2 separate regions of the Sus scrofa genome follow, and region 1 is linked to region 2. A link is a contact called in public HiChIP or PLAC-seq data. All regions are on one chromosome and are shown on one strand. The core of a region is the stretch at or near the end of the contact, and the rest is flanking DNA. Distances in the headings are between cores, read along the strand shown.

Region 1 (6,809 bases), core at 2,850-5,349, 210 kb after region 2:
AAGAAAGGGTATCACTCTGTGGCTGTGTGCTAACCATGTCTGAAATATTTTGAACACCCAGCTTCCACAGCTTTTAGACAATTAGGCCCCCGGAAGTGGTGGAAAGAAAGGATGGAGAGAGATTTGGAAGCCATATGTTGAGAAGAGTTCAGCATGTCAGAGACATTTATTTAGGAAAAGAGAATAGGTGTGACAGGTATGGTCAATTCATTGGAAGGGAAGTGGCTGTTGCTATTTTACCTGCCTCCAGAGGGCATAAACAGGACTTGTGGGAGAAAGTTGCAAGGAAGCAAGTTTCAGAAGACTTGGCTTAGATCTAGAGTTGTTGATAAAATGCTGTCTTGGAGAGAATCGTTTTCCCTTTTCTGGTGGTGTTCAGACTGAGGCTGGGTGCTTGGCTGTTACTGACATGTGAGCAAAGATTCTGATTTGGGAGGAGGAGCAGGCCAAAAACCTTGAGCTCTTATCAACCCTGTGATTTTATGAGCCCTGAGAGCCATTCGGTTTCTACCTGAATAGTTCTGGTAACTCTGGGACAGATAGATATTCTTGTTTGAAATGACTTAAAAATATGTATATATATTTGAAGGTGAAACTACAGTTTTGACTGGTTAAATTATTCTGGAGAAATGTGTTTAATTGAAGTTGCAACACTGCTCTTAGATTTTGTTATTGATTGAAGTGGCTATCCTTTAGTTTGTACTCTAATAAATTCTGAATGCTCTTCAAAACAAGATTAATTAGCTTTTTATCAATGTTTATATTGAAGCTGGTATCAGATCTAGCTCAGGACATTAGAACAAAAAGTAGATGCCCTCTAAGGTCAAGATTAAGTTTCAAGATTAGAGGCAAGACTGAACCTGCCTCTAAGAATCTAGCCACCTCAACTATAGGCAAAGGAAGGATATGGAGACTGAGAACATGGCTGAGTCTTCTGTATATTAGGGATTACTAGATATAATGATCTTTGAGAAAGAGGTTTGAATTTAGAAATTTTAAACTGAGAAGTATTACTGATTTAATGGTTTGAGATCTTTTTTTTTTTTTTTCTTTTCCTTCTTTTATTTTTTTTGGTCTTTCTAGGGCTGCACCCATGGCATAAGGAAGTTCCCAGGGTAGAGGTTGAATTGGAGCTACAGCTGCCGGCCTCCACCACAGCCACAGCCACAGCCACAGCCACAGCCACAGCCACATGGGATATGGGCCGAGTCTGCAACCTACACTGCAGCTCATGGCAACACCAGATCCTTAACCCACTGAGTGAGGCCAGGGATCAAACTCATATCCTTATGGAGACTAGTGGAATTTGTTACCACTGAGCCACAATGGGAACTCTGAGATTGTTTAAATGCTAATTTCAAATATGTTAAAATTTCATTTCTTTTGTTACAAGTTATCTGTGGTCAGGAAGTATGACCTTGAACCTTTTATTTATTTAAATTTTTAAATAAGACTCAGCCTACATTGCATAGTTGATAGAAGACTTTACAAGTCTGTATATTTTGATATTGGCCTTAACTTCTGCTCTCATTTGGATGTTAATTTTTGTACTTAAGCAAGTCCTAAGCTGCTTTTGGAGCAAAGTTAAGACTATGTTTCTATAATTTAGGATCTAGGGTGGCAGATGATGTGAGTTGTCAACAGCAGACAGTAATACTCATTGCCTTAGTTTGGGGTCCTCTTTCCTGTTTGTGGAATCACCTCTCTGGCCTAAGACTTCATCATCTCCCACATGGATTCAGGGCATGCCTCTCTGACGTGAACCTTGTTCTATAGCCTGCTGCCAGAATAATCAACTTTGAAACCTACTTCAATCACTTCATGCCTTTATAACCTCACAGTGATTTCTCATTGCACTAAATTTAAATCCCTCAACATGTAGTTGGGAGCCTTTTCAAAAGTTTTGCTCCAGGAAAGGCGTCTTCATCCATTCATCCATTTATTCAAGGAGGAACCAGTATTTATTTATTGAGTATCAGGTGCTTGAGTGTTTTACTTCTCACAACAACCTAGCAGGAAGTCAGTATCACCACTTAAAAAGTAAATGACCCAGGCTCAGAGAACTTAAAAAACTCGCCCAATGTTACTGGCTTTTGTGTAATTATAATTTCCTTGCTTTTCCCACTACACCATACTTCCTCTCATTTTGGAAACATTTAATGTGTTTCTATTCTCTGTCAAAACTGATGCTAGATATTAGGGTAAGAAGACAAATGACATACTGAGGTTATATACCTACGAACATACATTTTAAATTTTAAGGCATTTTGTATCATCGATTCTTCATAGAACTAATTTGGCCTAGTGGAAGAAATTGGGAGATCTAATTCTGTCTTCTGAATTTCTCTTGTCTACTTTTACCTCCTTGGCCAAGCATGTATCTCTATACTTGAATTCAAACTTCTACCCTCTGAAGTTTTTCCTTTTACCTAGTAATTCAGGTTCTTCTACATACTTTAGAATTAATTTATTCAACAACATTTATAAGGGGGTCACTATATTCAAAGCACAATGCTAGGATGATGCTGGATATACAAAAATGAACGAGATCCAGTCAAGTGGAAGAGATACATACTAACTTTAGAGCAATGTGAGAACTGAAAAGAATTTTGAGATTGTGGGGAAAAGAGCTGTGAGGCTACAGGAAGGGAGGGAGTGATCAAAGATGAGGAAATGATCTTCAGAGAGGCTAGAGGAAAAAGTATGCTTCAGACAGAGGGGCAGAGGTGATTAAAATATATGAATTCAGCTGGATTGGAGGCCAGGGCTCAGGAACAAGTGAGACACTGAGGCAGGAGCTGGAGAACCTCTGCTTCCCCACAACTCTTCCAATGCAGAACTATGACCTAGGATTGGAACCATGTTCTAGAAAGATGGCTTCAAGACACCCTTTGCGAATATTTGGGGAAAGAAGCTGGTTAGGATTTATAAGCCAGGGAGGACCCCACTTGTCTGGATTTGCCATTATCCCCCTCATCTCCAAAAAAGAATTGCAAATTCCACAGGGAAAGGAGCTATTTCTCAGTATTCTTTTATATTCTTCTGGCTTTAATGCAGTACTTTGTACAATAACTTTATTTGATAAATGGTTGTTATATATTTTTTAGGTCAATGAGAGTAATAGGTTGCCTCCTGGTTACTACCTACTTCTGCTTTGTAGGCTAACAATTGAGGCTAAATGTGATTATTTCGAATACCTGGGAAGCTAAAAAGGAAGGTGGCCTCTCTGGGATAACTTCTACTTGTTTCCCTGGATAATTTGAAAGGTGGGATGGGATGCAGTCTGATAACCATTTTGAGTCTGTACGACAGGATACATGACTTTTTTTGTTCTTTTTTCTTTCTTCGGGCCGCACCTGCAGCCTATGGAGGTTCCCAGGCTAGGGGTGAATCGAAGCTGTAGCTGCCCGCCTCTGCGACGGCAACGCCAGATCTGAGCCATGTCGGCAACTTACATCATGTTCACCGCGTTGCCAGATCCTTAACCCACTAAGCGAGGCCAGGGATGGAACCTGCCTTCTCATAGATGCTAACCAGATTAGTTTCCACTGAGCCAGGGCAGGAATTTCTGAGACATGACATTTGACTTAATATAAACTTAGCAATTACTTAATGAAAGCTGTTGTGGCCTTCGCGTTGTTCTATGTTTGATACAGAAATACAGATATGAATAAAGAGTCTCTGCTCTTGTGAGCGCATATTGGGTACTGAACTTTGATATAATCTGTTCACGCTGTATAAACCATATGAACAAAGTTCTATGGGAAACAGAGAAGGGAGGTGACAAAATAGCTCACAAGGTTGTGGGGATTTTTAAAAAAGTTAATACATGAAAAAATGTCAGTCTCAACTCTGATTATTACTTAGCAGACACTGCATTTATATTGATGTTGCAATCATTTGCAGAACATGAAGTCTTCGCCTTTCAGGAGTTGCTCGTTCCCTAAGCCTTTACGTTATTCTGGCTGAACCAAAAAGAGTTTTAGGATAGTTATGCAGGCCTAGTGGGGAAGGAGGATCCCATAGTTCCTGCGAATCTTTACTTAAAACGGCGGTTATACTCGGCAGATTACGGCAGTGGGCGGGCCTCAAATCCCCATGTGGTCCCGACATCATTGACATGGCGGAATCCCCCATCTAACCCTCCTGGTAGTTATTTGAGCGGCGGCTGCGGCCGGAGGCGGAGGAGAGCGGTGGCGGCGGCGGCGGCGGGAGCAGCAAAGGGGCGGCAGGGATCCTCGGGGCTGGCGGCTGGGAAGGCGTGGTAGACCCGGTGTGTGGCGCGCCCGGAGCCCCGCGTTTCAGCCCGAGGGAAGGTAAGGCGTGCAGGAGCAGGAGACTGGAGGGGATCCGGACCCCGCGTCTCAGCCGCTGGGGTCCCAGCGCGCTGGAAAGCCCCAGCCGGACGCTGAGTCCGCCAAAGTGCTTGCCTGTCCCGGAGCGCTCCGGGCGCGCCAGACTTCCCGAGAAAACTTGGCGCCAGAGTGCCTGAGCGCCCCGCGCTCCTCTGGGCACCCCGGGAACACGGGGCCCAGGAGGGGGTCGGCCTCCCCTTTGGGGCCGCGTCTTACTGGGCTCCGGGTCCCCGCTCGTCCCCCCAGCTGGTGAAGGCTTGGAGGAAGGAAAGAAACGGGTAGATTCTTCTTGATCGGGGAAAAAATATCTGGGCAGTGGCTCCCGGGCTTTCCCTCCCCCCCTCGCCCTCCCCAGCCTTCCCAGCAGATTTTGTCCGAGGAATCCGCTCCCCCTCCCGGAATCTCCGCGGCAGGAACGCTGCCCAGGAGGGGGAGGGCGGGCGGAGAGGCCGAGGAATCTTCGACGTGTCACTTTCTGAGGCTGTAGATTTCCATATGGTAAAGGGAGGAGGGCGGGCGTGCAAAGAGGGGCTAGAAGTTGGGGCCGCCTCTCTGCGCCAGGCGGGGCGGGCCAGGACCTCCGACCCTTGGATGCACACAGGGAGGGTCCCGAGCCCGCACCGGCCCCCCGCCCAGGCCAGGCCTCCCCGGGACACTCCCCGCCTAGCCGCTGGCCACCTCAGTGCGCGCCACGTCCTCCCTCCCCGTCCTGCCCCCCGGGCTCCCCCCGGGCTGGGGGCGGTAACCGGCGGCCGCGGCTGGACTCGGCGAGCCTAGAGGCTGGAAGCTCGGGCGGGGGAGTGGGGCACGGCGGGAAGGAGCGGGCGACCCGGTGTGTGGGCCAGCGTAGCTCCGGTCAGTGGGTCACCCCAAGGGGCGCCCGGGCCGGGGGTGGGGCGGGCGGGAGGAATCCGCGCCCCGAGGCGGCCGGGAGGGGTGCGCGGACCGTCTGGTGCTCTCGGCGCGGCGGGGGCCTGCCGGCGTGGGAAGGGCCTGTCATTCTGGGCGAAAGTGGGGCCTCCGGCTATGCCCGCGAAGTTTCCCAAAGGTCCGGTCTGGGCGCCCGGTGGGATCCGGAGCACCCGGGCCCAGTGTCCCTGGAGACGGGGCTGGGCTGCCTGGCGGCGCCGTTGGCGGGAGGCTTCCAGGAGTGCGCGGTTGGGGTTGGAGCTTTTCGAACCTCACCACCTACTCTGCTGTTCCTGACGGAGGGAAAGCAATGGCAGTTTATCCAGACATTACCGTTTGCGGACTTTCTTGAAAGGAAAAACTTTAATTTCTGTTCTCTTCAGTCCAGCAAGTTCTTGAAACAAAATTTGGAATTTGGCTGCGATGGGCCGACGCTGGGGCCCCAGATCCACGCGTTTCTCTCTCCATCCCTGTTAGTTTCTAATCTCCCTCCCTCTCTTCCACACAGGCTTAATCATATTTTGGAACGGGCGAAGTCTTTTGTTGGGTGGGCACCCCCCTGATGGCTTGTCTGTTTATTTTTTAATGTGCAGTTAATTTGATTTGAATTTCCTCCAGCTTCCAGGCCCTGCTAGGGAAAGCTAAGGAAGAGGGAATATATCACCCCCACCCCTCTTTTTTTTTTTAAACTGGAGAGAGGTGGGGCATTGGGAAAAGGGGAGGCACAGTGGTTGTGGGTAAAGAGAGGGAGCAGACAGACCCGGAAGAAAAGGAATCTGCTCTGGAATAACACTTTTTTTTTTTTTGAGGCTTCAGGCCTTGGGCAAAAATGCACGCTCTGGGGGGGAAAAAAAAAAAAAAAGGCACCACTGTTCTGATTTCTACTGCCTGAGTTGCTCTTCTCTCTCAAGTTAGAGCTGTGACTCTGGGGCCCTAGACAGCGCCCGAGGGAAGATGTCCGCAGCCACAGCCAAGAACAGCCCGTGGTTTTCTGCCTTGTATAGGGGCTCTTGGTTCCCCCTGATTGGAGGCGGCCTTGGTGGAATAAGCGTTCAGTAAATTTCCTGGCTCCCGAGGAGCAGCTGTTAGCCAGGGTAAAGTCTTTGGGCATGTTTCTGGTCCTGGTCCTGCAAGGGGACCTTACCTGTAAGGTTATAATCCTCACATTGTTTAGACCCTAGAGGGTCATCCACAAGCTGGCCAAGAATGAGGCATAGCTGGTATGAGAAGTCACTAACAAATGGTACTTAAATTCGTATATGCTTTTAAAATGTTTTGGTTTAAATACTTCTAAGAGAAAAAAATTCTACGTAAAGATAGTGTTCATTTTAAAAGAGAGATCTTAAAACTGCAAGATATCATCATGGAATAGGAGGTTGTAGCTTCTAATTACAGTATATACAATTTCAGAAAGATATTCCAGTAACCTTTTAAGACAGACTTTATAAATAGCTCACATCAGACCATGGACTATACTGGAGAGCTAGTCTTCTGGGGTTTCTGGAAGAATGCTTGGGATCTGTTCGGAAGCTAGCTCTAGGAGCC
Region 2 (7,169 bases), core at 1,770-4,269:
TCTTTCCTTCTTTCTTTCTTTCTTTCTTTCTTTCTTTCTTTCGTGCGCGCGCGCGCGTGTGTGTGTGTGTGTGTGTGTGTGTGTGTGTGTGTGTGTGTGTGGCACCCATGTTATATGAAAATTCCTGGCCAGGGATCCAGCCAGCACAGCTGCAACCTACACCACAACTGTGGCAACCCCTGATCCTTAACGCACTGCACTGGGTTGGGCCCAGGGATCCAACCCTCACCACCACAGAGACAAGGCCAGATCCTTTAACGGGCTGAGCCATAGCAGGAACTCCTACAAGTTGTTGCATTTTAACTCTGCAACAATATTCATTCACACCAGTGGCAGAAACTACATTTTATTTCACGGTGCTAAAATTTATAGGATTATAAACATAAAACTCTCACAGCTCTCACAGCTCCAGCTCCCCTCATCTACATGACTCAGACTAACTGCCAATTTAAAGGGCTATATCTTATGTGCTAGCTCCTCTGGCATACATCTTTAGTAAACACCTGGAGTGGAAAGGAAATTGCTACAACGTAGCCGCTAGCTTGATCAAAACTGCTTTTGGTTACTAAAAAGCTGTGGACAACCTAAGCTCAAGCATAATTTAGAAACACGCTACCTCACTGCTAAGAAGACAAAAGTATTTCATTTTTCTCTTAGATACTAAGGAGATGAAACTATCAACAATAATTCTCTTACTTGTTTCGCCCACTTGATGGCTAAACTTCACAGTAGCTTTACCTACAAATGGAAATAGCTCACAAGCTTATCCTTTCCTGATGGAGATTAAATTTACTAAATAGATTGAAGAAACACTGTAAATCAACTGTACTTTAATTTTAAAAAAGATTTACTTTTTTTTGGACTGTGATGATCATTATAAACTACAGATGTGATAAATTCATTTGAGTAATTAAAAAATTAAATAAATAAATAGATTTACTAAACAGAGTCTGGCTACAGCTTTCCACTTCTCTTCTTTAAAAATGAATTTCTCTAAAGCTATGAAAAGGAACTCAAACCTTGCTTAATGAGAAACCTAAAGCTTGCATCACAATCCTTATCAATAACATGTTATTAAAATCCAAAAGAAAGATGAAAAGAGTTTTGTAGAGGGATAGTCTTGATGGTAGCACAATAATGTGAAAGTACTTAATGACACTGAACTGTATACAAAAAAATGGTTAAAATGGCAGTTTACATTATGTGTATCTTTTTTTACTTTATATGTATCTTATCACAATAAAAATAAAATGAAATAAAATAACTTTAAAAACTCTGTAATAATTAAAGTTAAATGAATTTTATAACAATTTTTAATTAAGAAACACATTTAGTAATCAGACAACTTCCAAAGAACAGAGTCCCCACTACTTAGTTATAAGTCAATCAACCAACGTTACAGGTACTTCTCATCATGTTCCACAAATAGTCTGACATCATGGACAAACATGGTAAAGACACATCTTCCTCAAAGCCTTAACTACTCACATTTTTTTAATATGGATTGTGAATTATACCAGATCCTGAGAAGACAGGTTGGGAGCTCAACCAATTAGGGAAAAGATCCCCAAACGACATTTAAAGGCTGAGTGCAAATTCAAGTTAAAAGCCTGTGTACAATTCACTTTTATATATGTTATCATAAAACATTGAATACTGAAAGAAATTCTTTCTTAAATAGGCAGTGTGTAATTGTGGTGTCTGTTCATAGCTCAAGCTGTAGATTCTTTTCATGCCTTACATTTTCATTGCACTACCATTAACTAGCCATTAAACCCAACACAAAGGTCTCTAGGTGCCTGGACTCCCAAAAGCCCTGGGAAAGCACTCAAAAGGTGGTCTAAACTAATTGGCAGGCCCGGCAGGTAAAGTTTAGCGAATTCCTCATTCTGCGGAGAAACCTATGGGTAAGCAAACGTAGAAACCCTTGTCGTCCTTAAAAATCTACTTGCGTTTACTACTTTACAGAGGAAATAAAGAAGACAATAATCTGAGACTTGGAAAAGGAACAAATACAGGCGTGTCTGTAGTACTGAGCTGATTCCACAAGGGTTAGTTCCGAAGGGCGTCACAAAATCCTATCCGAGGCTTGGAGCACCGCCCTCTTGGATCCCAGACCTAAGCCACAAATTCGTTGAGATGGGGCGAGAAAAATAAATCTCTTTACACACGCCCAGCTCCTTGCCTCCTTTCCCTAGCCCCACCCTGGCGTCATCATCTCGTGGGCGCCCCCGCGAGCAGCTGTGTGGCCACACGCCAGGACGGTGCATCTGGCAGGCTGGGCTTTAAGCCTCGGAATGCAACACTTCCTGGTTGGTCTGGGATGCTAGTCCCATCGCACCCGCCATCCCGGTCATTTCACAGCGCACGCTAACCCCGGGCGCGCGAAGTAACACAGAGGCATCCAACACACGGCACTGGGGTCCCTGGCGGCGAGGTGGGTGGGTGCATCCTGCAGAGCACGCCCCAACTTCGGCCTGGAGCCAGAACGGTTCTGCGCTCCAGGCAGCCGCTCGCCCTGACAAAAGTGCGCGCCGAAGTTGTCAGCGTCCGCTCTGCAGGAACCCGGGACCAAGGCTTGCACAGGAGACCCCGTGGGGCTGCTAGGGAAGCCGGTCCTGCGAGGCCGCACGGCGCTGGCGCCGGCCGCCAACGCCACTGCCAAGGTCCCGTCCAACTTGGGCGGGGAGCAGCCAGCTGCCTGGGGCCGGCGGGAGGAGGGGCGGAGGGCGAGCGCGGGGGAATCCAGGCTCCCGGACCACGGCACGGCTCCTACCTGTGGAGCGAGGGCGGCCGCAGGAACCGGCACGGCGGCGGCGGTTTCTTGGGGCTCGGACGCAGCTGGCACCGCAGGAGGCGCGGGAGGAGGGAAGGAGGGAGGGCCTGACTGGGGACCGCGCTGTGCCGCCGCCCGGATTCGCGCAGGCCTGGCAGGGGTGGGGCGAGGTGGTGCCGGTCCGGGAGAGTCGCAGCGCAGGCTGGTCGCCCCGCTGGTCAGGAGGGCGCGGAAGCTGGTCCTCTTTCCTGGTCCCCGCTTCTGTTTCTCTTTTCTCCCAAAGTTTCATAACCCAGCCGCGTCAACCGAGGGCATATTCGCTAGCATTTTTATTGTATTATCGGGTCCTCTTGAGCCGCCCAGTGCCCAGGCACTGCTGTAGGAACTTTGTATCTAATCATAATCTATTGTAGCTGGTAACCACAATTGGTCTATTTTACAAGTAGGGATTAAGATTTAAAAAAAAAAAAAAAAGTGAAATAACTTGCCTGAGGTGACACAATTAAGGAGTTGGAGTTTTGTCGAAGTCATCTATAAGCTTTCTTCCAACTCCCTGGTGTAGATGTATCACTAATTTACAAGCAAGGACACTGAGGCAGAAAAGTGAAGTAACCAGCCTAAGATCACCCAACCAAGAACTCAGGAAACTGAACTTTGTGTCCTGATGTCTTTAAAGCTCGAGTAAGGTATAATTCAGAAATCTTAGTATAAAATAATAAATCAGGAGTAAAACATGGAAAATTCCCATTCCACCCATGGAACTGTTGTAATACAGCAGTTTTGATGGCCACTTAGAATAAAGTCCTAAGAAAAAAAGAACCACTTGTCATGTGGCTTGACTAGCAGCCCTTTTGAAATATAGCTTTGAATATAGGCCAGCTCCAACTTCATTACACAACATTGCCATTCTGCCAAAGCCGAAGGAAGCTATGGCCTCCACATACCCCAAACTGCTAATATTGATGGCCTCTATAAAACATTTAGTGGATATTGCACGGCCGAGACTGGCCGAGTTGCATAATCTTACTGAGCACATGGAACTATGTGAAATGAAAAATATAATATTCGACTCCAAAGTAGAGGAGGAGGAATGAAATTATAGTCTGGAACTCTTGTTTTCCTGTAACCTATAGTTGCTCAGCCCTCCCTGGACTGCATTTTTTTCCCTCTTGAGCACATCTTTTCCTAAGAAGAGTCACATAGCCTTCACTCTTTTCTTTGTTGACAAAAATGATTGATATCTTTTGAATCCTATGAGACTGACAGATTTTTACAATTAAACACATGGCTCTCTGAACAGAGTATTGCCTAAGAGGAATTTGGCAAGTATAAGACAAGCATGTTACCGAAAGGTTGAATACCCTTTCCTCCCCTTCTTTCTCAAGTTTTATTAGTCACAGATGATTTGATAAGTTTTATACATACAAGCAATGCACTCTTACAAGCTTGTATTTAGAAATTATAACACTTTTGATTGAGAAGCAGTGGGCTATAATATTGCGTCCCAAGGTTCTAAGTGTCATCATGAAAACATTTGGCAATAGGTTTTTCTATTAACTATAATTGGAAATAAAATATTTAAGTGCACTCACAGTAATAGAATTTCTGCTTCCCTGAACTAGAGGAATAAAATAGGAAAATGCCATATGTTGTTTAACGATAAACTTAAGCTATGGACTGTCAAAGATAAGCTTTATATATAGTACCATTCTGTAAGTAATTTTTCCTGAGAGATTTGCTGATTGTTAGTGGTTGTTTTTCCAAATCTTGCATATTGTCAGAGATGTCAAGAAAAAATGACTATGAAATCCTCTTGTATATCCATTTGGAAACATTTGACATTTTTATCAGACCAGTGGTATTCTAAATCCTCTTCAGTTTTAATCTTTTCTTAGTATAAAAGTAAATATATGCCCATTTTTATAATTTTTACATTTATGTTTTACAAAAATACAAGGTTTTGGAGATTATAGAAAGCAATTTTTTATTAAAATTACCTATAATCCTACCACATACCACTAATACCATTTTGTAATATTTCCTTTTTGTTTTCTCTGCATAAACATTTGTTTCAAAATTAACACCCCATTATAAAATTTAGAATCTTGTTTATCTCACTGAATATTTATAAATTGAGTATTTTTGCTGTCACTAAAATTTTCAATTTAGTGGTTGAAGAATTATTTACTATTTATTATTTGCTAATTGTTCTAATTATTTACTTATCTATTCATCTATTGATGGCTTTTAGGGTGTTTCCAGACCTTTTGGAAATTTTTAAGTCATTCTGAAATGAACACTGTGGATACCAATCTTTGTTGAGATTTAGAATTTTGAGGTGAGGACTCTAAATTCTTAGAATAGAGTCTTAAAAGAGGAACTACTACTAGATCAACATTTATAAACATTTTTGAAGCTCTTTGAGATGCTGAAAAAATACCTTCCAATATTATTATTTTGCTTATAATTTGAAAATGTGATGGATCAAAATCATACTGTGTTTTAATCAGCATTTCTCCAATAATCAATAATGAACACTATTTTTCATGTTTATTATTTATAATTTACTGAAAATGATCTATTCATACCTATTGCTTTTTTTTCTGTGATATTATTTCTCGTTAATTTGCACTGATGCTTTTAATAGAAGCATATTGTTCATCTATACATATACATATTATTTATAGAATACTCTATAAAATTTACATGCCAGTGTGCTCCCCCAGATTTTACTTTGTGGTATATTTTATATGTACCCTGCTGTCCAAATCATCTGGATTATTTTTGGGTGCCCAGGATTCATTGTCATATCTGATAATTCTGTTTTCTTATAAAGAAGAATTACATCTCCCCAAATGTGTATAGTCTCAACAAGAGGGCAATTTAGGCGATTTAGGCACCAGTCTCCAAGGCAAAGGGCAGATCCTTCCTCTCTATTTCCACCACCAACTCCATTTACTCTGTAGGCCAGGTGGAGGGAATCCCAAGGAAGGAGGGAGCAGGTAGCTTCGGGGTTGGGCTCACTGAGCAGAGGCAGTAGCTGTCGCAGCAGCTTGGCCCTGACCCGGTGACCCAGTTAGAGACAGTTTCCCATTTCCTGATTTGTTTTTAACCCTCTGGAACTTCCTTCGTATCCGCTGTTTCCAGTCTTGTCTCTCAGCCTTGTCTTGAGTCTTTGAGCCCCTAGGGGCCTTTTCCTTCAGAGCAAGGATCTACATTCATTTCTTGTCTCCTGATAACCCTCTCAAACATAACCTGTGTGACTTCTGTCTCATACCATCCACCTAATTGTCCCCTGATTAGTGGCTTCATTGGTTCATCATTAACATGTTACTCAGGAAACACAGAGTAGGAAGCAGGATATTTTATCCTCGGTCACCTGCCATCATAAATTACTTTAGCCATCATAACAGTGACAGAATGAAAGATGAGAACAGTGTGATTATAGAGGCTTAAAATTAAAAAAAAAAAAAAAAATGACAGTGGTTAGGACCAGAACCTTCAAGAGAGAATGAGGAGCAGAGTGGATATTGCCAAGGTGTACAGAAGCTTAGTGACTCTAGATCTTCACTTTAGCTTCCTGTGGACCGTTCATATATTTCAGAATTTCTCCCAGCAGCGGTCAGTGTGTGGGGTACCAGGTGACTTTTTAAAAAGAGGCCACACTGATGCCTACGGCCCCAACCAAAACACCAGAGATAATCTTCTCAGTTAGTCTCAGCCAGTCCCTTTGAAGTGTTTTCATATCTCAAAGCCCAAAATGATCCAACTGCCCTAACAGTCATTAAGTCAATCTAAAAACTTGATTAAAATATCCTTATATCTTTGATGTTTATGCAGCTTTTAAAATTGTACTCATTTTCATGAATGTGTTCACTTATACAAAGTAGCATAATTATTAAATGAGAAAAAATGCAAAATCATGTAAAAGAGTGAATATTTGTTTAGACTAATATAGTTGTGTCAGTTGGTTGCCAGAATCATATTAAGGTAACTGTCAAAGCAACTATAATCAGTTGCAAAAAAATCCGTAATTTGCAAGGTAAAAAAAAAAATGATCTCAAGGAAGTAATGCTCTAGGAACCCATCATAAAGAAAAACTAACTTTTTTTTCAAAGCTAATATATTTTCTACAAACACATCTAGGTGTTTTTAACTTTTAAACTAACACCAACTATGAGTTTTCATTCATTCGTACATTATAAAACCCCCCTATGTTGCACGTAAATGTTTTAGTAGCTGCAATATAGTGGGTTTTTACAATGCTAAGTTTAAAAGAGGATACTACCTGAATAAAACAGATGAAGCCTCTGCTTTCTGTAGGAGGATAGACTGAGATATGTAGGAGATGAGTACTATAAAAAAATATAAATCAAGTTAAAGGGAAAGACAG

What was found. HiChIP or PLAC-seq counts read pairs in DNA pulled down with a chosen protein or histone mark.
Region 1: an H3K27ac HiChIP or PLAC-seq map of alveolar macrophages shows a contact between it and region 2. The contact joins the promoter of FNDC3B here to the promoter of PLD1 in region 2. A contact is called at or near these places in 2 of 47 Hi-C or Micro-C datasets (embryonic fibroblasts and skeletal muscle) and 2 of 2 datasets of contacts at active chromatin or transcription factors (alveolar macrophages and skeletal muscle).

What each region holds. Positions count from the first base shown.
Region 1 is chr13:110,583,365-110,590,173 of Sscrofa11.1, forward strand. It overlaps FNDC3B (fibronectin type III domain-containing protein 3B), which reads left to right and starts at 4,100. Exons shown (of 26, transcript XM_021069801.1): 1 at 4,100-4,316.
Region 2 is chr13:110,373,300-110,380,468 of Sscrofa11.1, forward strand. PLD1 (phospholipase D1) reads right to left here and starts at 3,020. Exons shown (of 27, transcript NM_001244589.1): 1 at 2,777-3,020.